2 separate regions of the Drosophila melanogaster genome follow, and region 2 is linked to region 1. Evidence: chromatin contacts called from public Hi-C data. All regions are on one chromosome and are shown on one strand. The core of a region is the stretch at or near the end of the contact, and the rest is flanking DNA. Distances in the headings are between cores, read along the strand shown.

Region 1 (5,524 bases), core at 452-2,951:
GGAGACGTCTACTTCTTCCGGCAAAAACACCCACGCCTTTGTCCTTGAAGATGTTGGCGAAGTAGAAGGCGACCAAAACGCACAGCAGAAGGGTGACCAGCGCTACCGAGTAGTGGCCTGGTAGTCCAAGAAAGAGAACATCCAGCGAAGGCAGAAAATCCTGCATTTCGAACTCTTTTTGCTATTTGTTGTGACTGAGTTCACTATTCTTGTTTTTCTTGGGGCGCAGTGTGGCCGTTAGCTGCGAACGAAATATTGCCAAGCAGCGCTAAGCGGATTTTCAAAAGGTTTTTTTTTTAATATTTTATATATTGGAAAAGTGAAGTACCTAATCCAACTTTGTTTAGTAAACTAACACTAAACGCATACATTTTAACAATCAAGAAATGGTAAATTACAAAATGCTTTAATATCGATGAAATCCACGCAGTAGTAGATCATCACATCATTTAAATAAATATTCTTAAGTCTATTGGCTGATGTTCATAGCAGATGTGTCCGAGCTCACATCTGCAATGTGGAATGAGGCATCTTCGGCGGGCATGTCATCCTCATCGGTGTACAATCGGCGTAGGCGCTCCTTATAGCTTTTAAAGTATAAGGGTTATTAAATTCGGAATGCATGAACAAATTAGGGCGTCTTACAGTTCGCTATCAGGATTATTGGCTTGATTTCGGCACTTGTCCAACTTTTTCTCGATGGCCTTGACCTTCTCCCGATCGGGCTGCTGATATTGCTTCACCATTATGCGAATTTCTGTCGGGAAAAAGGCATGTAGGGCTGGGCGCACCATCTCACAGCACAAACTTACTTCGCACGGCATCTATGAGTCCGGGTAGCTTCTCCCTGGCGGAGACAAACAGAAGATCCGTCACATAGCTATCGAGATTCTCTTGCTCTCTGCTGGCCGCGTGGAGGACGGCAGCCAATGCAATTTGCGAAGGCGTATGCAGAAGACAGGCATCCGAGTAGTACGTGGAATCAATGAAACTATCAATATGTGGCCGCAGACGATCTGGATTCTGCATATTGCTGCGAGTCTGAAACAAACCAATATGAACGAAACAATCTGGAGAGCAAATGTGAATATATATCGCACTTTTATATCTATCAGGAAACCCTCGATGGGTCTGAACGGATTGTGTATGGTGAGGTAGTAGTTGAGCTGTCCAATCAGCAGTAATTCATTGGACAACACTATGTCGGTGGCCTTGTTCCTGTCGCCCTTGATGTTGTTTACGAACTGGTTGATGGACACGTTGAACTCCTCAACTTTGCAGGCAACGAACACGCATGTGGCTCTGAAAAGGTTTATACATTTTTAGAATGTTTTGCTTTTCAGCTGGGTGTTTGCTGCTCTCAGGTGAGCGTTCCTACAGAATCTCCTTGGGGTGATAGTCCATGGGGGAGTTGTTCAGATAGAACCGCTTGAAGTAGTGGAAGGCCGTGCCCACAACGCACTTGGGCATCGTCGGTTCGAAGCGGCGGCAGAAATCGAACAGGTAGATCTCGTACTGCTTCAGCAACAGGCGCTCCTCCGCCGACGTGAGAAAGTGCTCATTGAGGTCGCGACCCTGCGCCTCCTCCTCGTGCGACTCGATGTACTTGCTGTTCTGCTCCACGCGGAACTCCATGAGCTGGCCCTCATTGGCGAATGTCCAGGACCTCTTTTGCGAGCTCACAGGATACATCTTGCTCAGCTGCCGGCGAATTTATGCCGATTCGAAACTCAGACACCCTGCATGGTGTTACCGATTGCGGGACGGAGAAAAATACCAGTTGTGAAAAAATATTAGGGTGATTCGTACAATAGTCACTTTTATTTCATTGGAAATCAGAAGCGCAAGATTGGCAAAAATTGAGAACGTATAACTAACTGTATGGGCTATGATTTAATCAATAAGTGAACACGTTTTAATACAGCTACAAGTTCGAGTATAATTTTAGTAGGGAAAACATCATTTATTTTGGTTTTAGTTCTAAAATATTTATTAAATATAAATCAAAAATAACTTTTTATCAATCTTCTTGTATTAAAAATCTAGTTTCAAATTTAAATAACTACAATCATCTTTTTAGGCCCGAATACATTTCATACAGAATGCATTCCATTTTAAATATTTCATATTTCAAGAAAATTACCTATGCCCATTCAACGTACAAGTTATAGGAATAATAAATTAATAGTTATTAAAGCTGGATCAAAAATAAATTAAAGAGTTAAAGGAAACGAAGGCAGATGTTTAAAGTGACGTACTTATATGAACATACAGTATGTATGTATGTATATACAACAAAGTTGAATTTATGGACCCAGTTAACAGTTTCCTTTTTTCTTGGCCGAATTTCTGAACGCACGTGCTACGCATTTTTTAACTTTGAGGTGCCTGCAGCATCAGTCGGCTCAGAGTTGAATTAATATTGTTTTGCTTTTGTTTTTGCAATTGGGTCACTTAAATCTGCGGACGTGAAAACAGCGGAACAGTAGCGGGAATTACTCTTTCGTTTTTGAACGGCAATAATCCTTTAAATAATCGTTTCTGTACAATTATAGTTTCTTAATTCATTTTGTGAAATTAATCGTAAGAATACAATGGTTATCCCAGGATATAGCGTTTTTTGTTGGGAATACCTTTCAGAGAATATTTTGATTTTAGTCTGTAGTGTGCAACAGAGACATTCGTGACCATATAAAGGATATATATTCTTGATCAGTATCAGCAGCCGAGTTCACATACATATATCCGTTCGTCAGTTTCTACGCAAACAAGTCATTTAAATCTGAAGCAATCTGCTGGCAGTATGTATATTATATACTATTATAGCAAAGACACTAGAATTATTTGAGTGTCTTTGATTATAGTATGAATATTATATAAGATTGAACGGGACGGATCTGACCACTATATGATAAATCTGCTATAGGAATTATTACCTTCGCTGTATTTATTCATATGTATATGTATGACTACGTTTTGACTAACGTTTTATTATTCGTACCAGAAATGTGGCAAATTATACTTGACTTCCCTTTTTGGTTCTATAAACTTTAAAGAAATTTTTACCATTCGGAAATAAGATTGTGGCTAAGGGTATTCTTAATAGTGGTTAAACTAACTATATTTACTTTTACTTTAGGTGATGTAATATATATTGCATTAATTCTGTAGTATGCATTTATTTAACTGCGTTCTCCTTATTTTCCATATCATGCCCTAATTGGCAATAGTGCCTAAGTTGGCTCACAACTCTTAAAAGTCTTAATTTTGTATTTACTTGAGCTACCAAAAGACATTCAATTGCTTGGTAACTCCGAAGCCTAAAGATCAATCGAGTGTAAGGCATATCGAGTACTTTGTATGCAGGAGCTGCCTTCTGTGGCAATAAAATTGCAATTAATTTTTATTGACAACTCTGAACTCCTGTTGTATCGTCTGGTTGGTGATCTTTTCGCGACTTCTCAGTAATTTCACAAGGTAAAGAGTGTTTTTGTCTCGAACTGTAATGCTGCTAAACGGATCTTTCAGAGCATCTTTATTTGGCATCTTAACACAAATTGGCAACCAATTAAATTACTAATTATATATATATTTATTTTCATAATATTGATTTTACTTCTTACTCATGAGATCTACGATGCTAAATTAAGCCTTAGTTCAATGCTCTATGACAGAAATTATATGAAAGTGTGTTAAGTGAAATGTCATGATCCTTATTATTTGATATCCAACTCTGGCAATCGCAAGATTTTCATCTCACCGAATTCAGCACTTGTTAGGATATTTTATTAAACTCAATCCCCAAATGTGTGGCCCACTATTACAGCTTAGCCGCTAGCAATAACTGACTCGGGTTTGGGCCCAATTCCCTCCTACAGGCCAACTGGCTCAGTGGGAAGTTTATGCGCGTGCGCGACACACAGACAGACGATCTGGGATGAGATGGATGGCCGTCGGCGGGACTGACTGAATGCTTGACTGACTGCCTAACTGACCGACTGACGGACTGAGTGACTGACAGTCGGCTGGCCTCAGCTTATCGTCAGTTTCTAGTTACGGATACAAAAGGAAGCTCGGCGCTGGGCGTACTTAAAATTCAATTGAATCTTGAATTATTGCATTGAATTTCATTGTTTGTAAATGCTCGCCCGCTGAGTATGTATCGGATTGTAAACTGATTTCATTTTCTCCCTGTGCCATAGATTTATTTATTTTTTCATTTTATCGAATGCTTCAAGTTCAGCCGTCGTAAATCGACTCAAATGTTATGATTATTATTGGAGCAGGTATTGTATTACATAAATTTGGGTGGTCTCTGTTTTTCGACCGATCTAAGACGCTGCGATGGATTTCGTTTACCTTATCGTTATCCCTTCATGCCAGATGCTTTCCAGAGATCCGTAGATCTCTATCGATCTCTACGGAGCGACACCAATAAAACTCATTGCGAAAGTATCTGCAACAAGCATCTACACAAGTGGGTACTTGTATCTCGGCGCCCCACTCCCCATCACCGTGCATAAATGCATTTTAAAAGCATATTGAGCACGCGAGTCGATGTTTCATGCTCACGATCTCCAGTCTCCCATTTTCATCCCCCCGCCTTGGATCTTGGATTCCCTGCAATTCGCTGGGGGTATTATTCCTGCTTAGCAGCTACTGTTTTCGCAGCTAATTGTGCGTGTGTCGTGCGATTATTCAGCTTTGTATCTCACTTTGTGCGCTGCTCTCGGGGGGCGTGTTCCCAAAGATACTCTCCCGAACACACCGATGTAGACGTACACCTATCGGATAGACGTGTGAATTGCCATTCGAGAGTTTCACAGCCAATCAAGAGTTATGTCTTCGTATATATGCACGCCTCGGAGTGTGAGTGATGGCCAAGCGTAAGTGGAATGAAGTGTTTAAGGTGCATAAATCAGCAAAGATGGGTAGACGGCCGCCGATATGAGATGGCCTTTTCGTGGTATGTCTCGCTTAAAAGGGTGGTATATAATCAATATGACATCAACCTTGAGTGAACAGCGCAATTTTTATCTCATTTGTTGATTCGACTACGTTTCCTTAGTCAATTGTTGGGCTTCTATTTGCTTGTTCCCAATGTATTTCATTGCTATTGCATTTTAAATAAGACTTTGTTTTATTTGTATTTTTTTGCCATTTAATAACGTAGTTGATTCACTCGTTTGTTGATATACTTACATGCACTGTTTTTTCGTTATGAAATCCCCGCGCGTTCGTTTCCTAATTCATTTGTTTTGGACTCTATTTCCCGTTCCAGCCGAAACCCTCCTGTTGCGCTGATATAAACTTGTGTCATCTGTCTTGGCCTGTCATAATTACATTTATATAGTCAACATCTAGGTAGCCTGACATTTGGGAATATGTTAGCCCGCACTGTTACGCAATGAATAAAGCATTGACTGGCCAGGACTTTCTGCTCCATCTTGATGGATATACACATAAACACAGACGGAGTGACAGTTGAATTGAACGTACATATATATATATATATTGAAATGTA
Region 2 (5,600 bases), core at 3-2,502, 52 kb before region 1:
GTCCAGAAGGCATCCTACTAGATGAGATGACCGAAATAGTGAAAATCGAGAAATGGAGTAGAAACGCTCGGGAGAAGACTTAAGTAAAAGTGTTGTACAGTGCGTGAAGAAAGTTTTCTGGCAAAAACTTAAATAGCCCCAAAGTTGATTATACGATAGGCATTTCGTGATGGGAAATGGAGAAAAGCGGGACCAGATTCAACATATGAGCCTGCTAATTAACTAAATTGAAGACAAAACTTTTGGCTCTCTGCGACTCAAAGGAACCCAAAGCCGGAAACTGCGCGGAAATAGGATAAGAATAGAAAGAGCCAATACCCTGGATAGTTTTAAAAAACTTTTTATGCGTGTCGCTGCCATTAAAATAAAAGAAAAAAATATTTATGACAAACAAACTCTATACACTACTTACTTGCCGACGAAATTGATCTCGTTTTTATCCTGAAAAGTAAATGCAAACGTATTGATAAAATAGGAATCTTGCATTCTATTATTAATAATTTGGGCTTTTCATCTTTTAATTTGAGCATTAAAAAGACATGAAATGGCAAAGCCAGCTTACATACTTTTGTACATATATACACATATGCAATAGATAAGGTTTCTGAGAAAGTGTTATGTAAAAAAAGACTGTATTGAATTCAACAATGATATGCATTCAGAAAAGTAAGGGTAAAGAAAAGATTGTATTTTTATACGTTAAAATACATCTATAAATTAATTATTTTAAAGTACACCTTCTACATATCCATAGATGCAATGGGGATCTTTGGGACCATTGGATTAGTTGTGTGATATTCATGACAATAGAATACATTGTTAAGTCTAATATATAGAGAGTCTGGTATGTGTGGTTCCCTTTACATTTGCACAACAAATATTATAATATCCCCTACAGGCATATGAAATTCGGTTTGATTAAAAATGAACACAATACTTATTTTTATAGCCACAAGTATTTATCATATTTCTAAGCCCATTCCGACTATTTGATCGTATTAAAAAAAAAGAACAGCTTATCTCATCATTTTCTTGATTGACTACTGAGACCGTAACCCGCTAATCCAGACAAAAATTTTTCCACATGATGTGATGGCAAACTCACTTCGGGCAGCCCTTCTCGGAAAATGCCGTCCTGACACACGCACACCACCTTAAAGCTGAACAGCTATGCAGCTGAACGCAAACTCTTGTTAAGCATTAAATGTGGCACGAAAAGCGCGGTTCCGAAATTTGTGTTGCATACTTTGCTGCGCTGTGACTCGCAGCTAGGTGTTTTAACGCACACATGTACGTAAATGGTTGTATATTCCAGGGTCTATGTATGGGTGCATAAACGCTTCGCTTGCTTATTTAATTTGCCACAAAATTGTAGACACATAGCCAAAAAAGCCGAACCGGAAAGTTGAAAGGCTATGAAAGCAAAAACTTTTTATTTCGCAGCTGAGCGAAGTCAAAACCAAAAGTGGAATAATAGCAGTTATAGTTTTTGCTGGCGACTTTTGCCAGGATATTTGTTTTACGCTACCGGCATGACTTGAGGACTGAGATAAATAAATATATATATATTGTATATATATATATTGTATATATATATATATATATATCATTCATTAATTAAAAAAAATATGAATACCAATTAAAAATATTAAACACTCAGGCTTGTTTGGTTGAAAAAATACAGGTTCATTTAAGGGTTGATATCTTTATTTTATTTCAGACCATAAACTTGTACGAAGATAAATATTTGCATTATATCGGTATGCATTCATTTTAAGATGCATTTATCTCCAAAAACTATTTCGCAAGTACGTCTACGTCTTTTTTCGTTTATTGTGCGTCAGAAGTCATGGATAACTTTACAGGTGTCCCTTTGGAATTCCGAGCGGGCGGAAACATTTAGTCTCAAAATTGGACTTCACCTCTGGACAATCCAATGCGAAGTCAGTTCATGAATATTTATAAATTCGTTTCATAAACACACGCCGATACGAACATGTGGTAAAGGCGTCTCAAATCCGCAAACCTCCGTGCCTTGTACCCCTGCTCTAATAAAAAGGAACCTCAAAAGCAAATTCAATTAACCCTACAGACCGTAGAGAGCATAAGCAAATACACTCAACCAATACAAATACGATGACCGAGACAGACAAACCAAATTCCCTACTTGCAGAATCTCCTCATCCTGCTCCCGCAACTCCATTCCGCACTCCTCCGTTGGACTAAGGCACGCGCCAACTACAAATCCGCCCCTCAGCCACTGGCGCCCGACCAGGGACGGGGTGGCTGGCCAACCGCAAGGACACAAAGTAACTAATTATCTCGCCTTAACCCTTACCAACAGCTTCCTGCTGTGTTTACTTAGCACGCCACCCTTCTAAAGTTCTCCTGCAGCTTCATCGCACGTGGCTGGGAAATGGACCCGAAAAATAAAAAGAAAGCTGTGGAAAATCGAATGCAAACCCGATATGTTTTCCACATTTGAATGGACAATGGGCAGCAGGCCTGGGAAAGGGGAAACAGGAAAAAATGTAAATGAAATGTGTCAAATGCTGACACATGCCGCGTCTGAAACCTGAAACTGGAACTCTTTGGGTTAGGTGAAAAGGAGGGACTCAAAGGATGCGCTGATGCAGGGTTCCAGAGTTGCCCGAGGAAACAGGGGGAGTTCCCGCCTGGTACAGCGACCATGTCCGGGGAAGTGGGACTTTTCACAGCAATCACCGGCTGAGTGAATATTTATCGATAACAAACTGAAAACATCCCAACCCGACCCCAGTCGGCAATTCCACTTCCACTCAACACAACGTCAAACAAGCGAGATTGGGTTCAGACTAAGGAGTAAGGCCTTCCATAGGCTTTGCAGGATACCATACCGCCTGCCAGGATACCCGGGACTGGCCAGACATTCATCTGCAATCTCGAACCGGGATGGATTGATGTGTGCCAGCTATTATTTGGACAGCACTCGTGGCGCGTACACGAAATGAACATGGCCAACTACATCGCAGGGGTGGCGCGGGTCTGATTTAGGAGGATTCCACGTTGGCAAATGGCACGAGCCATTGAGCTAACGATCGAAATTGTATCTCGCACGCATGTTTTGTATCTGCAACTCCAAGCGCAGCACTGAAAGAAGCCACTTTCATGATTGGCGCAGATAAATGCTTGCAAACTGCACTTGGGCTGATTTGAAGTTTACAAGTTCTGCAGCTGAATTCTAAAAAGATTCAAAACCAGAAGTTCTCACTTCGATTGAATACATTTTACTTACATATTACTGTCGTAATAGGATTGCGCGTTAATAAGAAATTCATAATTAAAACAATTACAAAGTGTGTCTAGTCACTACTTTTTTATAAGACTAATTCCTGTTTTATTTAAACAAATACCAACTTGGGCACTTTTGGTTAAAAAAACATAGAGCAAAATCTAAAAGGGTTTTCAAAGCAATGGCATATTTTCCTAAATTATTGTTTATAATAAATAAATATAAATAAATAATCATTTTTTAACTAGGTAATCTGCTTAGTTTTGTAATTTCAACAAAAGAAATAATAAAATTGGCAGGCTTACAGTAAAATCAAATTATTTGTGCCCCTTAATACAAGTGAAGTATTACCTATTGATAGCAGTGTACACTTCGACAATCGAATCTGAAGTCCCGAGCGTTTAACGTCAAATAAAACCGAGTAAATAATTTAGCAGCCAAGGCAGCACAGCGAAGTGCCCGATGCGAAGTAGGAAAACTTTAGCGTATTTATTTGCAATTTTCGCATTTTAAGCCGATAAAAGCAGGACAGCGGCGATGTGTGTGTGTGTGTGTGTGCCCAAGTGAAGGAGGTGTTGGGTGTTCCGGGCATGTCGGTGAGACGCCGGGGGTAGTGACCGTATAAAATGACAAGCGTTTGACACAAGCACCGGAATATCCGTCAGTGCGGCGACGGAGCGGACGACACTGCGTCCTGCGTCCTGGACAAGGGAACTCCGGGAAGATGATGCCGGAGGAGAGCGGTGAACGGTGTAGATGTGTGTCCTGCGCGTGCACTGTTTGCTAGCGTGTTACGGCCACATTCATAATACAAAAGGATGCTCCGGCCAAACCGAGCGAGCATCATTTCCCGGTGCCATTTCTAGTTGTGTGTCAACTATTCTAATAGTTCGCGCTTGAGTGGGTCGGAGTGGGGGTTGTGGTGGTAGGAGGGTATGTGTGTGATTTACAGTTGCGCTGATTGCAAGGATAATGCCAAAGTACTCGCCGCTCTGGCAGGAAGTCTCTGGCGCGCTTTCATTCCTCGGTAGCCAAGCAAGTCTCTGCCAAAGCGGATGTCAACTTAAAGGTATTAAGAAATTGAATCAAAGTGGAAATATTATAAGAAAAAATACGTACTTCAATGGCAGATAGAAAGCGAGAAAGTGGATCCGCATTCAAATTGGCTTGGTTGCATATTTAAAAGTATAAATTATTGTATATTTATCAACTCAAAAAGGGGAATCAAAACCGTGAATTTCACGGATAAACTAGCTCTTAAAAGCATATATCTATATCTACGAACTTTTTCAATGCATAATTTTTCTTCGAGTGTATATTGAAGTGGTCGGGGGTGTGGACTGAGGCGACGGAGTGGGGGATGCTGCAGTTGTACTTGCCGTTGCCTAAGTGCCGCTCCGACTTTGAACTATGACGTTGGCTTTTAGTGTATTAAGAAAATGTCAAAGGAGCTGACAGCCCAGGCTCCGGCTCCAGTCGAAGCTGAACCAGGTGCCTGGCTGCGAATTCGGATGCAACGCGGGCAGGGGAAGTAATACATAATAATGCAATTTTGCCAAGGACAACGGCAATGAGGAAGGCGGATTCATTTGGCTTAGGCCAAATGCCGGGCTGAGTCTAAAATCTAAAAAGCAGGAGGAAAGTAATTGGGAAAAGTGGAGGAGCTGAAATGAGGGGAAACGCGGTGCTTACAGGATTATAATTTTCTGCAACCATTCCAGGCGTTCTCTCGTACAAAAATGTATGCAGCATTGCCGGCACTCAATAAACAGAATAAGCAAAGCAGAATATACGTACATCCCAGCAAAATTCCATAAGCCCAACATAACAATTACTGCCATGTTGGAACACATAAAAGTTGTAAAGGCCCTTAGTCCCAGGGATCCCCGTCCGGGCATCCACCTGTTTGTACACACACACACACATAATTCTGCCACCTATGTAAAACCACTGGCAGCCCCAAGTGTCCTGCCTGCACTTAATCTCAATTTGATGCCTACGCATACCCTGTAATCGAGTAAAGAGTGTGTAGCAAGACCATAAATGCGTGTTTACAAGAGTTTTCATTTAGATGTTGTTAAAATTGTTGGTGGATAATAATGATAATGCATATAAGAAGAATAAACTTACTTATTTAAGGTAAGTAATTAACTTCAAGCATATATGTATGCATTGAAAAGTAAAGCATCTAAAATAATTATTTAATATATTAATCTTCCTGTTTGAAGATGCATGGAAGAACCTCTATAAGGCTCCTCTCCGATTTTTACAGGGATTTTTGTTTTGGAAATTTATTACCATGCCCCAGCCTCGGCAAAACACAGGATAT

The links. Hi-C and Micro-C count contacts between places; a contact is called where the count stands out from the background.
Region 2: a contact with region 1 is called in a Hi-C map of the Kc167 cell line, with 1.8 times the contacts expected there. A contact is called at or near these places in 10 of 107 Hi-C or Micro-C datasets (the Clone 8 cell line, the Kc167 cell line, the ML-DmBG3-c2 cell line and 4 more).

The regions. Positions count from the first base shown.
Region 1 is chr3L:21,818,174-21,823,697 of dm6, reverse strand. It overlaps CycH (Cyclin H), which reads right to left and starts at 1,701. Exons shown (of 5, transcript NM_079483.3): 1 at 1,379-1,701; 2 at 1,101-1,302; 3 at 813-1,041; 4 at 646-757; 5 at 389-587. The coding sequence starts at 1,692. The coding sequence ends at 470. CG7407 reads right to left here and starts at 237. Exons shown (of 2, transcript NM_141107.5): 1 at 35-237. The coding sequence starts at 166.
Region 2 is chr3L:21,870,138-21,875,737 of dm6, reverse strand. mub (mushroom-body expressed) reads right to left here. Exons shown (of 11, transcript NM_001275268.1): 2 at 413-441. Among named protein-coding and RNA genes, the nearest start is that of lncRNA:CR43878, 14 kb to the left of the region's middle.